Regions from separate parts of the Gossypium arboreum genome. Here region 1 is linked to region 2. The links are chromatin contacts, called in public Hi-C maps. All regions are on one chromosome and are shown on one strand. Each heading gives the region's core, a stretch centred on a gene start, on an enhancer-like site or on the middle of the called end of the contact. The rest is flanking DNA. Distances are from core to core; before and after follow the strand shown. Region 1 holds the start of LOC108479838 (CDPK-related kinase 5-like). Region 2 holds the start of LOC108479252.

Region 1 (3,326 bases), core at 488-2,987, 180 kb before region 2:
AGTTTCCTCAGCAATTATTTGGCAACCCAGAAGCAAATCAAAGCCAAGATATATATCTTTTCATTAAATCTGATAATTTTATGTATTTATACTAATCATGCAAATATAAACATAAAATAAATTATTAAACGTATATCACAAACTCAAGATCCTGGGCATGAATAATATATGTGTATTAAGTTAATCATGTTTATTATATATTTGTATGATGTGCAAAATTTCAAATGTCAACCATTACATATTTATTATTATGAAATCATCTAACTCTCTTAAAACAAAAAAAAAATTTGGATAATTCTTTATTCAGGACAATATCTTTAACATTTTATCATTATTAGTAATTTCATTAAATTGAATGTACTTCTTTTTCCCGGATGTAATGAGAGCCTTGTCCATGAAGTAAAAAAAAGTCAAACCAAGTAGTTTTGACTTCTAGGAACTGAAAAAAATGGTCAAAGTTATTAGGAGTCCCTATATTACTATGTAAAGTTCATTTTAGTCCTTCTACTAAAATTTGATCTAGATTTGTCTTTGTAGATTAAAAATTTATTCAAATCATGACACCATCACAATTTGTTGTTAAGTTACTGATAATTTGGACAAAGGGATAAATATTAAAACTATACATGAACTTTGTTTAAATGAGCAATTTGATATATGAACTTTGATGCAATCATACACATGAAACTTTGATTATAGTTACACGAAATTTTAATTTTGATTCAATTATAAACTTTTAAAGAAATAAATATATCGATTTATTTTTATATTTGATAAAGATAATTATTTATATTTGTAATATAAAATGGTGCTATATTGATAATTTTGTTAACGATTTGTGAAAACTAAATCAAATTAAAATTTCATTTATAAAATTATATAAAATCAAATTTCATATATGATATTGCACATTTAATAAAAGTTCATGTATAATTTTAAAATTTACTTTTTAGACAAAATAAATCATATCCAATTGATTTATATATGATCCAACCATGCGTATTTTTTTTAGAATGGTTAAGTTTTTTATGGGTATAAATCTATTGAGTATGATATATTTTTGTCTAAATTATTAATAATTTAACAATAAATTATTTAAATATATAAAATTAATTTGAAGGTATTTTTAATGGAAGGAATAAAATAAAATAAAATATTATAGTATAACGACTCCTGGTACTAAAAATAAATAAATAAATAAAAAGGAGAATCGACATCCCAACCTGAAGCAAGTAAGTAAACACTCAACAAGAAAAATAGAGGAACACGAAATTTCGCCACCAAATTACTGCATGTCAAAACTAAATTAATTAGCCACTCACCTAAGATTGCGCCACGTGGAAAACAGTCCAAATCATATTCACTGGACTGTCCCCACGAAAAAGCTAACCCATCTTTTTCCATTACCACATAACATAACATACTAACCACAACAAGATTAAAATGATTTTGCTAATTACTTTGAAAGGAATTTGGCCGAGGTTCTAAATTTAATTTTAATTTTTCTTACAAAACAATAATATTTACTTAAAAAATTAATGAAAAGACATTTGTATGAAATTATATTAAAATTTTAGTTTTTATAATTAATACTAAATTCATCCTTAATTTAATAAAATAATTATGTTTCCATATTTATTATTAATGAATAACAAAATACTGAATTTGGTAGAGGTAAGTCAAAATTACTGTTTCAAATACATAAAATTTAATTATAATATTAATTTTTTGATAAGCGAAAAAGTAAAGTCCCCGTCGTTTCCTTATCTCACCAATTAACGCTTTCAAACAGCATAGACAACAAAAGCTTTGAGTTTTTTTATTATTAGTTTTCATTTCAATTTTATAGTTTGTTGAAATGGTTTAAGGCTTTAAGGAGAGATTCAAAATCCTACTCTCCGGGGAAAAGAGAGAGATAGGCATACTCTTCAATGGGTCTTTGCACCTCCAAACCCTCCCCAAACCCTTCTGATTCTACAAATGCCTCTATCAATACCTGGAATAACGATATCCACCGCAAGCCTAACTCTGTTTCGGCTTCTCCTTTACCTGATGGTGTAAACTCCAAGGAAGATCAAGGTAAACAAGGAGAAGAAGAAAAAGAAAGCTCCAATTCCAACAATGAAGGCAAGAAATCGCCGTTTTTCCCGTTTTATAGTCCCAGTCCAGCTCAATACTTGTTTTCCAAAAAGTCTCCGGCGAGATCTTCAACCAATTCCACTCCAAAACGGTTTTTCAGGAGGCCATTCCCTCCGCCGTCTCCGGCGAAGCATATTAGGGCAGTGCTTGCGCGGAGGCACGGGTCTGTGAAGCCGAATGAGGCCGCGATCCCGGAAGGAAGCGAGGCAGAGGCAGCGGGAGCTACCGGTACCGGACTGGATAAGAGCTTCGGCTTCTCGAAGCACTTCGGGAGCAAATATGAGCTCGGAGACGAAGTAGGAAGAGGCCATTTCGGTTATACTTGTACGGCGAAGTTTAAGAAAGGAGAGCTTAAAGGACAACAAGTTGCCGTTAAAGTTATACCTAAAGCGAAGGTTTCATTTTAATTTTCTTTTTGTTTTTATCTACTTTATTTATTTTAATCTTAGAACTTTTGCCTTTTTGCGCTTATGGATTTGAATTAAAATTCTTTGACAATGGAAAAAACGAGATCCGACTAGAAGACCCTCAGTTAGATTTTTATACTTACTGGAAATAAGAAAATGAATTTAAATATTGAATTTGCTGATTTTTTTTTAACAGAGTAATCATAACTCGGAATTAAAATGTATACTCACGGAGTTATGTTCTACAATTTTATTTCTGTATAATAGCTATTTTTGTGCCTTGAATTGATATGTTATGCTTGTTGATTTTTGTGTTTTTGTTTATAGATGACTACTGCAATTGCCATTGAGGATGTTAGAAGGGAGGTAAAAATATTAAGAGCTCTATCTGGACATAGCAATTTAGTACAATTCTATGATGCCTACGAGGACTATGATAATGTCTACATAGTGATGGAGTAAGTACCATATGAAAACATGAACTCGGTTTTGGGTTCAGTGTGTTCAGGATCATTTGGTTTGATGATTTGTGATGGGTTCTAATTAGTTACTATGTATCTTTCAGGTTATGTGAAGGAGGGGAGCTCTTGGACAGAATTCTTTCTAGGTATTTTTTCTAATAATAGCTACTTCTGATTCTGATTCCAAAATAAGAGTTTGAGGCTGAATGTACTTAGTTTGGATTTGATTACTTATCAAGTGTATTCTTCTAATCATGCAGGGGCGGAAAATACACTGAGGATGATGCAAAAGCTGTGATGATTCAGATACTTAACGTTG
Region 2 (3,554 bases), core at 823-3,322:
TTATAAATTGAAAACTTACAGACAGGCAAGTATCCGGCTGGAAATTGACAATTTTAGCCATGATGGGCTTGGTTTATTTATGCTTTTTCTTTTTGGTCTACATCAGCATTGGAGTGATGAGGCCGAAAGAAAACATGTACTTTCCGAGAAGCACAAACGAGGCAACGCAGCAAGACTGGTAAAAGCAATGAAAATAACGAGGAAGTGGTCTACTGATGTTGGTATGTTGGAGAGCGAGATGGTGAAAGTAAACTATGTTTCTGTGAATTCCATTTCTCTCGACTATTGAGCTACTGGAATTTTACATCACATGTTTCTTTTTTTATAACTAGGTACAAAACGCCAAAAGCATTCACATCAATCAAGACCATTGAAAAAAAGAAAAACTACTGAACCGGACAGGGGAAAGATTAATAACCCACGAAGAAAAACCCCTATTCCAAGGTGTCCAAGTATGGGTAACAATTACCAAGTGTCTTCTCCAGTTGGAAAAGTGAAAAAGAAGCAAAACTCAAGGTTTAGAGTCTCTAATACTTCTTATAGTTATGAAAAACCCGTTCATTTTGCTGAAGATACAGGTGCCTTTCATCATTCATATGCCGGTACTATCCTAAATCCATATCAACCTCAACGAAACTTTAACCACCGGAGTGCACCACATGGGTTTGCCAGCTATAATATCGGATCTACTTCAACAATGGTAAGGTCATTGTCCTTTAGACCATATGTAGATCCATGGACAATACCTGCTTCTCAAAACCAGCAGTTCAACTGACAATTACAGCCACCATCCCAACTCAAATCCTGACTTTTGCAATAGATAAAGGAATTTGATCCAATCTCCAGATTTGATGAATGTTGACAGGCAGTTATACTGATCCCTTTCTGCAGTAAAGGCGTGTAAATGGACGCAAAATTTCTTTTGACTCAATTTTCATTAGGATGCTACAATGCACAAGCAACAGCTGGAAGTTACGTTCTCAGCATGGAAATCATGCAAAGATAAATAGGAAACGAACATCTGCACTTTTCATAGTATGTAATAGTAATATGGTTGAACAATGCAATTCTTTGCATAAATTTTGCGCACTTTTTAAGGCCACAAATTGCTTTCTGTTGATATTTTAGTTTTACAGTGTAGATTAAATATATGAAGATTTGCTTGACGGATAGTTGATCTAAACCGATCAACTATAACTCTTTGTAAGCAATATACTGATAGTTTTGTTGTTTTATAGCAGTTGGGCCTTATTCATGCCAAAGATTAGTCATTGATAGCCACTGCTGATGGTGACCCATGGAGTTACCTGTTCCTGGACAAGACTAGCTGATGGCTGAGCTATATGCATGTCTGTGTTTCGATTTTTTTTTTTTTTTTGGTGTCAGCTATTTGAATATAGACGTGAAAATATTATTAAATATGTCAAAATTGGGTAAATATATTATTTTGGTACTTGAATTTGGTTTTAAAGTTCATATTGTTGCATGTTTTTTACTCCAATTAGGTACTTGAACCTGGTCTTAAAGTTCAATTTGGTACCTAAAGTTTATTTTGGTGCAATTAAGTACTTGAACTTGGCTTCTTGGTTCAAATTGGTACTTGGCTTTTTGGTCCAAATTAATACTTTCTGTGAATGACTTATTTGAACCATGAAGCTAAGTTTAGGTATTAATTGGAATAAAAAAGCCAAGTTCAGGTACCTAATTGGATAATAAAAAAAAGTTTAGATATCAAATTGAACTGAGGTCAAGTTTAGGTACCTATTCGATAAAAAAAACTCTTAAGTACCAATTTGTTCCTTTTAAGTCAAGTTTAGTTATTAAAATGTAAATTTAAGTCAAGTGTAGGTACTTAGTTTTAAATTTTTTTTTTAATTTTTTGTCACCTGTCAATGTGAGATTGACATGTTGCCATGTCCGTGTATATTAATAATGTTAGATACCTTAAAAAAAGTACCAAATTGAAATTGCAATTTTAAGGTTAGATACCAATTAAAGTTAAAAAGAGTACAAATTGCAAATTTCAGGGAACTTCATATATATTAACTAAAACAATTAATACAAATATGATATGTGTAACATGACCCAAATATTGCCCACCCCTCTTCCCGTCGTTAACATCTTAAATATCTTTAGAAAGTTTTATATTATGAACTCGATAGTCCAAAGTGGGCTGAATCGTAGTATACTAAAATAAAACCAGCAAATAAAAGGAGGCCCAAATATTTGTTCCTCCATTAAGGCCAACTCTCAGTTTCGCCATCACCAACCAGCCAGACCAGCCTATTCTTTTTCTCTTAAATTTCACAGCTTATTTTTGTTATTTTGATATTCTTTTCTATGCATTTTACCTTTCAAAAGAAATCTCGGGATGAATTGAGCTTCTTCCGCATAGAAAACACAAGAGGTAAACAGATTAAATTTAAAATTTCCTTCGACTCTCAACGTGCAGTTCAGATCGGATCTAGGTCTCCGCTCTCTTCCCAATTCTGATTTTCCTTTTTCTGTGTGAGAGATAGAGAGAGAGTTCAAAAGAAGAATCGATGGAGTGGACGACTTTGCAACACTTGGATCTACGCCATGTCGCACGAGGCATTTACAAACCGTTGCAGCCACACGCCGCAGCTTTTCATCCTACTCAGGCTCTCGTTTCCGCTGCCATCGGCACTTACATCATCGGTAATGACGACTAAAGTTCAACTTTTGTCTTTTAAAAAAAAAGGAATTTAGAGAGGTTTTGGATAACTTTTAGAGCTGAGCAGTTAAATCTGCTTTAAAAGGATTAAAACATGTTTGGATCTTTTTTGGTTGCAGAATTTGATGCTTTAACTGGAAGTAAGCTAGCTACTATAGACATTGGTTCGCCGGTGGTTCGGATGGCTTATAGTCCTACAAGTGGTCACGCTGTGATTGCCATTCTTGAGGTTGGTTCCGCAATTTTAAAGTTAGCTTCGATCATTACCACAAAAAAGAACAAAAAAGAAATTGCATTCAATTATCATGAGAATAGAATTACTGCATATTAAGATTAGTATTAGTACAGTTGTTAATCAATTGATGTAGAGGGTAGAGCATATAAGATTGCTATTAGTTCAATCTTAGATTTTACTGCCATTAGACAGGTTTCTTTGTAAATATTCTAGTATGAGGAGATAGTTTGAATCTTATTTTTTTGTTCCTAAGAATGTCGAGGCATTTTAAGGTAGGGTGTGTTCTTTCAATGTGTGGCGTTGATCTTTTAGATAGCTTCCTAAAATTCATTTCCTTTCAGTTTTCAATTGTTCACAAAATATGTTGTGGTAAGATGTTTTATTGAAACCAATCTATGCTAGTGGTATTCTAGGGGTCATGTATTTTGTGTGGTCGTTCCCAAGTTGGAGAAAGTGGCGAGGCAGTCATTCTAGATATATAGATTGTCTAACCCATATAATGAGGAAAAATTTTGTTGTTCCTTTCCATTATTCTGATATTATAATTTATAATTAGATCCCAGTTGCTTTTTTTTGATGTTATCCTTAAGGTCCCTGCCATGACGGACTTTACCCCTTTTATTT

The links. A called contact is a pair of places that touch in the nucleus more often than the background predicts.
Region 1: a Hi-C map of leaf shows a contact between it and region 2, with 2.1 times the contacts expected there. The contact joins the promoter of LOC108479838 here to the promoter of LOC108479252 in region 2. A contact is called at or near these places in 2 of 5 Hi-C or Micro-C datasets (both in leaf).

Annotation. Positions count from the first base shown.
Region 1 is chr12:19,211,237-19,214,562 of ASM2569848v2, reverse strand. It overlaps LOC108479838 (CDPK-related kinase 5-like), which reads left to right and starts at 1,737. Exons shown (of 11, transcript XM_017782655.2): 1 at 1,737-2,534; 2 at 2,874-3,004; 3 at 3,112-3,153; 4 at 3,268-3,326. The coding sequence starts at 1,932.
Region 2 is chr12:19,033,558-19,037,111 of ASM2569848v2, reverse strand. It overlaps LOC108479252, which reads left to right and starts at 2,072. Exons shown (of 25, transcript XM_017781732.2): 1 at 2,072-2,407; 2 at 2,516-2,679; 3 at 2,815-2,924. The coding sequence starts at 2,544. It overlaps LOC108477337, which reads left to right. Exons shown (of 10, transcript XR_001870245.2): 7 at 1-25; 8 at 107-221; 9 at 333-1,035; 10 at 1,242-1,459.